Regions from separate parts of the Canis lupus genome. Here region 2 is linked to region 1. A link is a contact called in public Hi-C data. All regions are on one chromosome and are shown on one strand. Each heading gives the region's core, a stretch centred on a gene start, on an enhancer-like site or on the middle of the called end of the contact. The rest is flanking DNA. Distances are from core to core; before and after follow the strand shown.

Region 1 (6,134 bases), core at 261-2,760:
AAGCTGTGGGCAGAAGGGATGGGGAGCAGAGCTTGAGTGGTGTCTCCAGCTTGGTAAGGGGAGGGTAGGCTCAGATCTTGCTTGTTCAGATTCCAAGAGGGAAGGCAGAGGCCTGACCTGGCCGAGGCCTGGCAAGGGCGTGTCTCTCCTTCCCGTGTTAAATCTGAACCTCAGCAATCGGCCTGTGTGTAGGGGCGGATTTCTGACCCTATTTCAGAGCTGCCCAGCCTCGCTCCCTTCCTTTGTCCACGTGCCGGTTTTCTCATGTATTTCCCCACGTTGGAACCCCTTCTCCCCTGCACTGGGTCCTGTTCTTGACTCCTGACCCGAGTCGATTAAAGTGTTGTTGCTGTATCCTCCAGGGCCAGGACTCGGGAGAGGCAAGGGGGACAAGGCAGGGAGGCATCGCTCTTGGGCTTGGGGCTGGGCCACCCTGGACAGCGAGGGCCTCCGTTGCCCCAGGCTCAGTCCCAGCCCTTGGTGTCCCCAGGGTGAGGTGGGGGACACGTGTCAGGGCAGTGCCGGGGGCGGGGTGGGGGGCATGACTAAATCCCCAGCGTGTGGGGCAGGGATGGTGGCAGGGGCCTGCCAGTGATGACGACGAGTGCTCGCCGCCCGCTAGCCCCGCTCCAGGAGTGGAGGGGCAGAGGGCGCGGTGGGACGAGGCCCTGAGCACCCACACCAGGGTGATGGCCCGAGCAGGGAGGCGGCCCGGAGCTGCCTCTTGTCCCCCGTGCTCCTGAGCACTTCTGCCTCCCCGAATCCTGGAGCGCTGCAGGCCGGGCTGGCCCTGGCCCTCCTCTCCGCCGCCGCCGCCAGCACAGTCCGGAGTCCGCTGGCCAGCCGTGCCCGGTGCTGGGTGTCCCGGGACCGCTCGGCCCCCCGCTGCGGCTGTCACAGCCGGCACTCCCTGCGGAGGTGCTCGGGACAACACTGATGATCTGATGATCGGGGGTGGTGGCCCAAGCGGGAGCTGAGCCCTCGCGGCCTGGGCATGAACTGGGACACCAGGGCCGGGGCCGCACTCACGGGGGTGCACACGGCCACGGTGACCGCTGTAAGCCTCCGGCTGCCTGACACCCACTCTGACGTCAGGGACCCCTAGGTCCTCGGGTGCCCCCCACCCCGCCCACCCCGGGCCGGGGCTACAGTGCCCAGCCTTACATCCAGCCCAGCGTTCTTGGAACCTTCTTTCAGGGCAGAGGCATCTGCGCGGCTCACTGAGGGAAGCCACTAGATGGTGCCATCGTCCCCCGCAGAGCCCAGCGTGGGCCACGCAGTCCTGCCAGCAGAGACAGGGCCGGGTGCTGTGTTCTCCAACTTTCAGCTCTCTCTCTCTCTCTCTCTCTCTCTCTCTCTCTCTCTCTCTCCTCTCTCGGCTGCTTCGGGTCAGGGTAGGCTGGCAGGAGACCTCCTCCTCCTCCTCCCTAGCCTCCCCCACTGGCCAGCCTGAAGCCTGTGTCCTGGCCAGGAGGACAGTCCTAAGGGGACCCACCTCCGAGGACGAGATGGGCTGCAGGGACACCTGCAGACAGTATTAAGGCTCCCTCCCCGCCCCTGCGGAGCCTGCCTGGGGGAGGGATAAGACGGAAATTCTGAACAATAGGCGAGAAACACTGGAGATGGGGGGGGGGGGCGCTGAGAGGCATCACCATCCCTCCTCCAGCCTGAAGGAGGGGGGCAGGCCGGAGGGTGATCCCAGGGCAGTTGGTTTGCTGGATCCCCCAGGGCAGTTAGTTTGCTGGGAATGAATGAACGAGAAAGGCGTCAGAAGGGAGAATGAATGGACCGGGCAGGCAGTGTGATGGGGGAGGGGGGTGCCTGGAAGAGGGAGGACGTTAAAAGGAAGGCTGAGCAAGCCCCTACAGTGCAGCATGGGGACCCGAAAAGCAGCAGGATGTGCCCGGCCTGGCTAGGGGGCCGGGGGTAAGCCTGGCATGGGGGGTCAGCCCCAGGTCCCAGAATCAAGGCCTCGGGCCGCAGGTGGGAGTTTGGGGGAAAGAGAGAAGGTGGAAGAGCCCCAGCCCTACCGTCTGCCCCTCCGCACTGGTCTCTCAGGTCCCGGGTTCCCTGCCCACCTCAGCTCTGGGCACTGACTGTTCCCCGGAAGCCTGCTACCTGCCTTCTCTCCGGGCCTCAGCGCTCACTTGGGGCTAATGCAGGAGCATTACGTTAATTAGTTATTCATTTAATTTAACTTCACATTTGGTCTCAATTAAGCTTAAAGTGTTCTTCCTTATAGATGTTACAATAGCACTTGTAATTAAAAAGCAATAACTCTTTGCATTTCTCCTTTAGAGAGCCATTGGGAGGCTGGGGTGGTGTGCGGTTGCCGTGGGGGGGCAGGGAGGCAAGAAGTAATGAGAAGAAAGGGAACCCTTGGCACTCTGAGGCTTTTGGCAGGACTGAGGTTGGGGGAAGGAGACTCAACACATCATGGGGGTGGGGTGGGGGCCCTGGGGACCAGAGGGTGCTCCTGGAGATAAAGGGGCAGGCCCTGGATATAAAGCAGCAAGGTGGGCAGAGAACGGAAGGTGGAGGGTGGGAGGAATCAAACCTTAGGCATGGGGGGTGGGCCATATAGTCTCCAGTAGGCAGAACAGCACCCGCCCACACCCCCTGCAAGATGTCCACATCCTAATTCTCAGGACCCATGAATATGTTAACTGCAGATGGGACTAGGACCGTGAGATGAGGAGGCCATCCTGGGTTCTCAGGGTGGGCCCACTGTGATCACGAGGCTCCTTATAAGCCACAGGGGGAGGCAAGAGTGTTCGTTGTCAGGTTAGAAGATGGGGCTCTGAGGACAGAAGGGGACACTGGCCGAGGAATGTGCAGCTTCTAGAAACTAGAAAGGGAAAGGAAATGGGATTCCCCTCCAGATCCTCCCAAAGCTTTATATGAGCCTCGTGAAACCTACTTCAGACTTCTGACCTCCAAAACTGTAAGATAGGAAACCTGTACTGTTCTAAGCCACTAAGTTGCGGTACTTTGTACTACAGCAATAGGATGTTATTACCTGTTCCCCAGTGTAAAGCTGGGGCGATATCCATTTGGAGACAGACAAGCCAAAGAAACCCCCAAAGAGGGCAGCCCCAGTGTTGCAGCGTTTGAGCGCCGCCTGCAGCCCAGGGCGTGATCCTGGAGACCCTGGATCGAGTCCCACGTCGGGCTCCCTGCATGGAGCCTGCTTCTCCCTCTGCCTGTGTCTCTGCCTCTCTCTCTCTCTCTCTTTCTGTGACTGTATGAATAAATATATAAAATCTTTAAAAAAAAAAAAAAGGATACCCCCAAAGATGAAAAGAAAAAAGGTGGCGGGGCTGTCTATGGAGCATCTGGGACCAGCGTAAATACCAGCTGTGTAACCACCCGAGTTCTCTGAAGGCTGGACCGTGCCACATGCGCATCCTGTACTGTACCCAACACAATGGGAGGAAAACCAGAAAAAGAAACTTTCTCATTCTGTTTGTGGTGTTGGGTCCTGATTTTTATCCCTGCTGTCATTTCTTAGGTCCCAGGAAACTGAGACAAGAGGGTGTGTGTTGGGAGCTGGAAACTTTTTTTCCCTTGAGTAAACGGCAACCACCAACAATGGTCTGCTAGAAACCGAGATCAAGAAACAAAAACCTGCTTGGTTTGTAGCTTCGATTCTTCCACTGGCACCTCTGAAAACCAACCCAAGTATCCAACATTCCAGGTGGACAGCATTTAAGAGAGGGAGGGACGTCTATGTATGTCCTGGAAAACTCAACCTATGGGCTGCTCCACTGTCTCTTAGCCCGTGAGGAGCCAAAGTCCAACAGGCAAAGGCCCACCAAAAACACAAGGTGGATGAGTGCCGTTCTCAGGTCCTGTGTGGCTTTTAACTGCTTTCTCTCTCGGACTCCTGCCCAATCCTCTTTCTGGGTTTTCTGTTAGACTCAGCTGAGCCTTTTTGGTATTTCTGTCAACTAGATTTGCGTTGCTTGACCTTGGTCCCTCATTTTTCTTTCTTTTTATTTTATGGAGCAACATAGTATAATATAAAGTATGTAAAAGATTAGACTGGAGCCAAACCACCTTGACTTCAAACCCTGGCTCCTATTTAACCCTGAGCTGAGTGACCCCACCACTCTGTACCTGGTCCCCATCCAGGACATGGGGATATTAAGAGCACTGACTTCATAAGGGTTGCTTATGAGGATCATTTAATATTTACAAAGCATTTACAGAAATGCTTAGCACGTTTGATAAATATAATAAAAATTGCAATTTCAGCCTGTGAGGAATAGAATATTTCCAAGTATTGGGATGGAAATAGAGATTAAAGATTGAATCCTATGAACTAAAAAAAAATCCCTTCCCAGCCTGAGTTCCTGCACTTCTGTGAGGATGACTCCCACATCTGGAAACTAGTTCCTATGTAACAATAGCCAAATACTTAAAAGTTTAAGCCAAGAAGTTATGATGAAATATTTTTATTCATACTACAGATGCTAATCAGAAATTCTACAATGGAAGTTTTATGTTTTTAAAGACATGGGTTAGGGAAACGATGAGATCAATAGCTATAAAATACTATTAACTAATGTAGAAACAACGAGTTGTTTGTGAGCAAAAAATGATCTTTATTATTATTTGAGGAGTGAAATGTCAGGAATCCTGATGTCAGGTTTGAGCCCCACTAGTAACCAGGGAAGTTTTAACATCCCTTCCTCTCTTTGCCTGTTTCTCTTCCGTAAAATAATTGCAGCAGGTTTCTGTACGCTTTGAAAAAAAAATCAAAGTAAAATAAAAATGCTTCAGCTGAAGCAACAGTGAGATAGAGTTGACAGAAGAGTTTATGTCTTAGAGAACAGAACAAGAAGTCAAGAAGTGGATTCCCTGATGTTAGAATTAAATGAATGGCAGCACACGTGGTACAAAGCATGGACTATGCATTTCCCAGGACCTGAATGTTGGCACAATAACTTTGATGAATTTTTAGATTAAATAGCAGATACCACATAGCAGCAAAGAATGTTAGCTTTACTTCCATTTGTATAAATGAGAAATTTAAGGAACTTGTCAAAATATTACCTGGTTAAGTGTGTCTGGCAGGCTTGAGGGACTTTGTAAACTATAACACGCAGCGCCACCTAGCGGACTGGACCAATGTCTCCGTCGTGGGGGGTGTGTGGTGTCCTGCTAATTTAGCTTTTGTCAGGATATAATTTTAAGAGGCTATGAAATCACCTGTTTTCCATGTAGAACTAACTGTTGATTTACTCTCCCTCTCCACCTTGTAAACAGTGGGGATCACCAGTCTTTCTGCTACAGGATCCCCTCTGGGTAAGGCACAGCACCACCTGTTCTAAGGCCATGATCAAAGAATTATGAATGGGACACTAAGATGGCCTCTATGCCCTGTCTCCAAGGAAGGTGGTGAGCCCAGGGGGTGCCATATCAGACTCTGTAGGGTGCCCCATGTAGGACTCTCAGTGACATTCATGTTTCAGCTGTCTACTTCTTTTTTTTTTTTTTTTTTTTAATTTTTATTTATTTACGATAGTCACACAGAGAGAGGCAGAGACACAGGCAGAGGGAGAAGCAGGCTCCATGCACCGGGAGTCCGACGTGGGATTCGATCCCGGGTCTCCAGAATCGCGCCCTGGGCCAAAGGCAGGCGCCAAACCACTGCGCCACCCAGGGATCCCTCAGCTGTCTACTTCTTATCTCAACCTGTGGTTGTTTTTTTGTTTTTTAATGGTTGGCCATAACTGCCTAGAGTATGAAGTTAGAGAATAATCTATCAGTCATTTCCTCATGTAGTGAGATCTACAGAAGGCAGGCCAACCTAAGAAACACTTTGTACAAAGTGTATTTTTACCCTTAACACACAAACCTGTCATTTATATCGTGCAAAACACACATACACATGCGAACACACTCACACACATACACACACACATTAGCTAGCCATGGTGTTTTAGTTTCCAACCTTAACACATTTTTTTCCATGTAGTCATCCAAAACTTCATAGCTATTACCCATTGATCTCATAGTTGGACACCTTTGTTGGGGAATAAAAAAGATGGATTCAAGGTCAGAACCTACAAGTTTTCCCAGATTTGCTTTGTTAGCAAGTCTTTCAGGAGGTGACAAATGGCAGCCTG
Region 2 (5,737 bases), core at 2,810-5,309, 120 kb before region 1:
ATGCAGGAAGCCCGACATGGGACTCGATCCCAGGACTCCAGGATCATGCCCTGGGCTGAAGGCAGGCACTAAACCACTGAGCTACTCAGGGATCCCCCATTTTGGTGATTTTTTAAAAAAATATTTATTTATCTATTTATGAGAGAGAGAGAGAGAGAGAGAGAGAGAGGCAGGCAGAGACACAGGCAGAGGGAGAAGCAGGCTCCATGCACCGGGAGCCCGACGTGGGATTCGATCCCTGGTCTCCAGGATTGCGCCCTGGGCCAAAGGCAGGCGCCAAACCGCTGCGCCACCCAGGAATCCCCCTTGTTTTTTATTCTATATCAGCATTCCCTCCCCTGGCCTTACCACGGACTTTGACAGTACCATTATAGGCAGTCCTTCCACACCCTCAGTTTCAAGCATCCCACTCTTGGATCCCCACCTCTTATCTTTTTCAGGGCACTCTTTCCAATTATCCTGCTTCAACAAACCTGAGACCTCCCTGGAACCTTCAATCTCTTAATCTTACAAACCTTACAATGTTGCTTACATCCCACTTGTCCTCCCTTTCCTTATTACTTATTTTAAGTTTCATGGTCATTTAATTGCTCCCTTGCAGTCATCTTCAACTCTCTTCAACTCCCTAAATTTTCATTTCTTGCTTGAGAGTAATATTTTGGTAAAGCCTCAACCCTGATTAAAATAAATTTTTCCACCTACTTTATGCTATAAGCATGCAACTGAAGAAAAATGCTCAACCATGCTGACTAGTCTCAGTTGAAATTCACAGTCATGAATTTTATATGGGTCCTTACTCTTCCAGACAACTATTTTTTGTACATTATCTTCCTTCCTCAGACCTGAACATCTCTTCCTCTATATTATTAATTGATTCCTACTTGTATTAGTTATCATTTTTCTGTGTAATGGATTATCTCCGAATTTAGTATGTTAGAACAACAAACATTATCCCACATAGTTGCTGGGTGCGGAGTCTGGCTCGGGGTCTCTTATGGTTGCAGTCAAGCTGTTGGTTGCAGTCAAGCTGTTGGCCAAGACAACAGTTTCTGAAGATTTGACTGGGGCTGGAGGATCTACTTTCAAGATCATTCAAAGGGCTGTTGGCAGAAGTTTTCAGTACTCAGTCATGTGGGCCTTTTGATAGGGCTACTTGTGACATAAATGGCCTCAGAGCAAGTGATCTGAGTGATAGTGAGAGCAAGAGCAAGAAAAATGACAGAGAGAGAGAGAGAGAACTCAGCATCTTTTACAACCTAATCTCTGATGGGATATACCATTTCTTCTGCCATATTCTATTGGTTACACAGACCAACACTGGTACAAAGTAAAAGGGGACTACACAGGGTGTGAAGACCAGGAGACCATGAGAGGCCATCTTGTAGGCTGGCTACAATACAATTTTATAGAGAAAATGCAGCAGTCGGAAGAGAACTTCCACAAGTTGTCACCACTATATTACCCAATTACCAGTGTATAGTCTACTTCACTGGAATTGTTATAATGAACCTTTCTTCCTGCTATCTGAGGCCAATCCTTCCCCTTGTTCACTAGATCCCTTTCCTTCTGGTCCACTTAAGTTCATAGTGCAAACGGTCTCCCATCTCTCTCTTGCATTGTCAGTTTTCTCCTGTCTACTGGATAATTCCCAACAACCAAAACCATGTGCTGCATTCTTAAAGAAAAGAATCATCCTGTGATCCTATCTTTCTTTTCAGCTACCCATTTCCCTATGTCCCTTCACAACAAAACTCATTGGAAAGGCTGCCTAAAATTGCTGTCTCCAATTCCTCCTCCCCTCTTTCTTAAGTGCACCCCATCAGGCTTTCACTTTCCAACTACTTCAAAAACACTGCTCTTTTAAAAGTCATCAATGACCACTTTGTTAACCCAATAAGCCAATTCTTAGTCCTTATCCAATTTGAGCTATCAGCAGGATTTAACATGAATGGTCTCTTCTCTTCGATGAAACATTTCCTTGATTTGGCTCTCAAGCTATCACACATTCCTCGTTTTTTCCCTTAGCTTACTAGCTGATCCTTCCTCCTTCTCAGCCTCTTTACTGTTGGAATTCCCCACAGCTCAGTCCTTGGTCCTCTTTTCTTATCTGTCTATAATTCAGTGGCTTGATTTAATTTCATCTCCTGGCTTTAAGCCTATAACCTAACAACTCCCAAACTCTTATTTCTAGACCAGAACTCTCTGCAGATACTTTTATCATATTATGTTCTTGGATGTCAATTCGAAAAACAAAATCTGTCTCAAACTGAATTCCTGATCTTCCTCCCAAACTTATTCTATCCACCATTTTCCCCATCTCAGGAAATGGCAATAGCGACTCCATCCTCTCAATTGCTCAGAACAAAATCGCTAGAATTTTTCTGGACTCCTCTCTCTCTCTCTCTCTCTCTCTCTCTCCACACACACATATACACACACACACACTCCATATCCAACTTTCAACAGGTCCTGAAAGTCCTGCTTTCCAAATATATCCAGAATCCAACGACTTCTCACCATCTTTACCACTACTTCTCTGATCCAAGACATCATAATCTCCTATTGGAATTATTGTAATAAATAGTCTCTTACTTGGCCTACTACTTATTTATACTCCTGCCTCATGCAGTCTATTCTCAATACAGCATCCACAGTGATTTTTTTTTTTAACAATTTAAGTCACATTATGGCATTCCTTTGCTCAAAACCCTCCAGTGGTTCCCCATCTCAATGCCTTTCCATGGCTTGCAATGCTTTATGTGATTGCCCACCCCCTAACTTTCGACTGCCTACCCCAATACTCTCTCCTTCTCTCACTCCACCAGTCACACCAGCCTCCCTGCTGTTTCTCAGCTACTTTGGAGCAATTGTGCTTGCTGTCCTCGCTACCTGGAACCCTTAACTCTCCTTTGAAGGTGACAGTAGCTTGTTCCATTGTATCATGGGAGTTTGCCTCGAAGCCTTTGCTCAAAGGGACCTCAGTGGGGGCGCCTGGGTGGCTCAGTTGGTTAAGCCACTGCCTTTGGCTCAGGTCATGATCTCAGGGTCCTGGGACTGAGCCGGGGGCTCCCTGCTCAGCGGGGTGTCTGCTTCTCCCTCTGCTCCTCCCCCCAGCTTGGGCACTCTCCCTCAAACAAATAAAATCTTTTTTTTTTTTTTAAGTACTTCAATGAAATCTTCTCTAGTCATCCTATCTACACATTCATTGCCTCTCCCCACACTTCTTTTCTTGCTATCGTAGATCACGCTTTTCTTGGGTGCTCAATAAACACAGAAAGACGCCCACAACGCTATCTTCCTTCTTTGCTTATATCAACGATATTCATCAGCACCAAGACACATTTACTTATTCATGTGTTTATTTGCTTACTTCTTCTCGTTAGACTGCAAATTCCACTAACAAGGGCTGTTTGTTTTGTTCACTGGTGTCGATTTCCAGCGCCCAGAACAGTACCGGTATGTTAAAAAGCTCCCAATTATATGTGAAATGAATGAATGCATGGGTATTTCACAGGGATAAGGAGGTGTCCCCAGAATCCCAGTAGAGCTTGGAGCAGAGAGGGTGACCTCTCACGATGCTGCGATATTCGAATTCAAGAAACTAGTAAACAGTCTCATAAAGGGAACGAGGTGTCCCCAGGAGCCGCAGCATCCACGGTTAGCTCGTTCCTCCAGGACGCCCGGCCAGGGCCACCCTTTCCCATCCTTTTCTCCTGCTTCCCTCCACCGGGACCCCCGCCCCTCCCGGTCTGCGCTCCTCAGCTCCCCCCAACCCTCTCCGGAGGGATTTTCGGGCTGGTCCCTGCGCCAGGACCACAAAAGCACCTGCAGCCGGCCACGCCCCGGGCCCCGTTACCCAGCAGCCCCGCGAGCCCACTCGTTCCCGCCCAGTCTCCCGCGCCTTCACAGGCCCCGCCCCTTCAGCCGGCCACCAAGCGGAAGTGACGTCCATGCGGAGCCCGGAGTCCCGCCCCGCACGCTTTCCCAGCCCCGGGGCGGGGACTCAAGACCGGAAGGGGAGGCTACAAGGCCGCCCGGAAGGGCAGGGGCAGGGCGGGGCGGGGCGGGGCGGGACCGGGCGGCCCTCCCGAAAGTGGCGGTTTGCTGGAGGCGGTTACCGTAGTGTCCGGAATAGTTGGAGTCGGTGGCGCGCTTCCCCCCGTAGCGGGACACCGGTTATTTGGGCCCTGCCTCAGACTCCGGTTGCCGGCCCCGTTCCCTCGGGCTGCTGCGGCCCGTCCTCCCTCTCCGGGCGGGGCCACCCGTGGGCCGCTCTAGGTTCTCTCCCCTCCGATCGCCATTCCTTCCCGGAGGCAGGCTTTACACTCTCCCTCTTAATTTCTTCCTACTCCTCTTTCCCGTCCTTCCTTCCTTCCTTCCTTCTCCGGGATTGTTCTTCCACCGCCGCCTCTCGAAGGCTTCTCTGCTTTCCTGGCGCCTCCGCAGCAGGCTTGCGGCGGGGGGCGGGGGGCGGGGGGCGGGGTGGAGCTTTCCACGCCGTCCTCGGAGGGTTTTAAGCGTTAACTTTCTGCTTGCCCAGGAGTCGCAGATGCCGGGAAGTATGGCCCCCCTCCAGAAGCCTCGCCACGCCACGAGGATGCCCCTGGCCCTAAACCCCCTGAAGAGCAAGGACGTGCTGGCGGTGCTGGCCGAGAGGAACCAGGCTGTAATGCCGGTTGGGGCCTGGGTGGAAGCGGCCTCGCCAGATAGTTCGGAAGTCCCCGCGTATGTGAGTGTCAGTTCGATGCAGGTGTAGTGGGGCCTCCCCCCCGACCCCCCCCCCCATATTAGCCCTCTCTAATCGGTGCTTAGATAAACATGAACAGTCCTTTCCCTTCTGTTGTAAAATGAGTATGTTCCTGAATTAGGATTGCAGAACGCACAGGTGTCTGCCAAAACTGTCTAATTCACAAGGTCTAGACTGCTTGCTAGGCACAAGACGGAGGCACTGGCTGTATCTTGCAGACGCCCTCCAAGGTAGTAGGGATCACAGTTGCCACAGTTGCCACACTTAGTGTGTGTAAGTAACATTAATGGGTTCCTTTTTTTTTTACATTAGTTGATTCTTAAAGTTACAGTAAGTGTGTAGAATCAATAAGACTCAGACGCAGTAAGAGAGTAAGGGAAGGAATATTAATTCTGACTGGGGTTATTCTGAGAGAGTTTTGTTTTTTGTTTTTTTAAAGATATTATTTGTTTATTCATGAGAGACACAGAGAGAGAGGCAGAGACACAGGCAGAGGGAGAAGCAGGCTCCCTGCAAGGTCCCCGATGTGGGACTCGATCCCAGGACCCCAGGATCACGACCTGAGCCAAAGGCAGACCCTCAACCACTGAGCCGCGGAGGCGCCCAGAGAACGTTTAACTATAAGGTCCAAAAGAAAAGGGACCTTTATTTTTTGTTCATTCCTATCCTGTCATATAGTAAGTCTTTAAGGAAACACTCGTTGAATGAATGAATGAGTGAATAGATGTAGAATAGATGTAGAAATACAGTCTATGATAGTCCTTAAAAATGGAAATGTTATAAGTACAGACGGTAGGGAAGAGCATTTCAGATGAAGGGAAACTTCTGCAAAGTTTACCTGTGTGCCTGTTTACCTAGTAACTCCCATATGTCACCATTAACACAGGAGGACAATTTTGTAAAGAAGATTGTTGATAGTCTTTCACTATACTGTGCCCCTTAGCTCTTTGTTGGAATTTTGTTGTGGCATTTACCATGTTATATTCATAG

Evidence for each region. Hi-C and Micro-C count contacts between places; a contact is called where the count stands out from the background.
Region 2: a Hi-C map of skin fibroblasts shows a contact between it and region 1, with 2.3 times the contacts expected there. The contact joins the promoter of CCDC15 here to the enhancer-like site in region 1. A contact is called at or near these places in 6 of 9 Hi-C or Micro-C datasets (amygdala, blood, liver and 1 more).

Annotation. Positions count from the first base shown.
Region 1 is chr5:9,397,692-9,403,825 of UU_Cfam_GSD_1.0, reverse strand. It overlaps SLC37A2 (glucose-6-phosphate exchanger SLC37A2), which reads left to right. Exons shown (of 19, transcript XM_038535764.1): 19 at 1-354. Among named protein-coding and RNA genes, the nearest start is that of PKNOX2, 18 kb to the right of the region's middle. Within about 2 kb of position 1,510, at least 6 of the 20 cell types and tissues checked have an H3K27ac peak or open chromatin away from gene starts, as enhancers often do.
Region 2 is chr5:9,523,128-9,528,864 of UU_Cfam_GSD_1.0, reverse strand. CCDC15 (coiled-coil domain-containing protein 15) reads left to right here and starts at 4,059. Exons shown (of 16, transcript XM_038535774.1): 1 at 4,059-4,313; 2 at 4,541-4,729. The coding sequence starts at 4,550.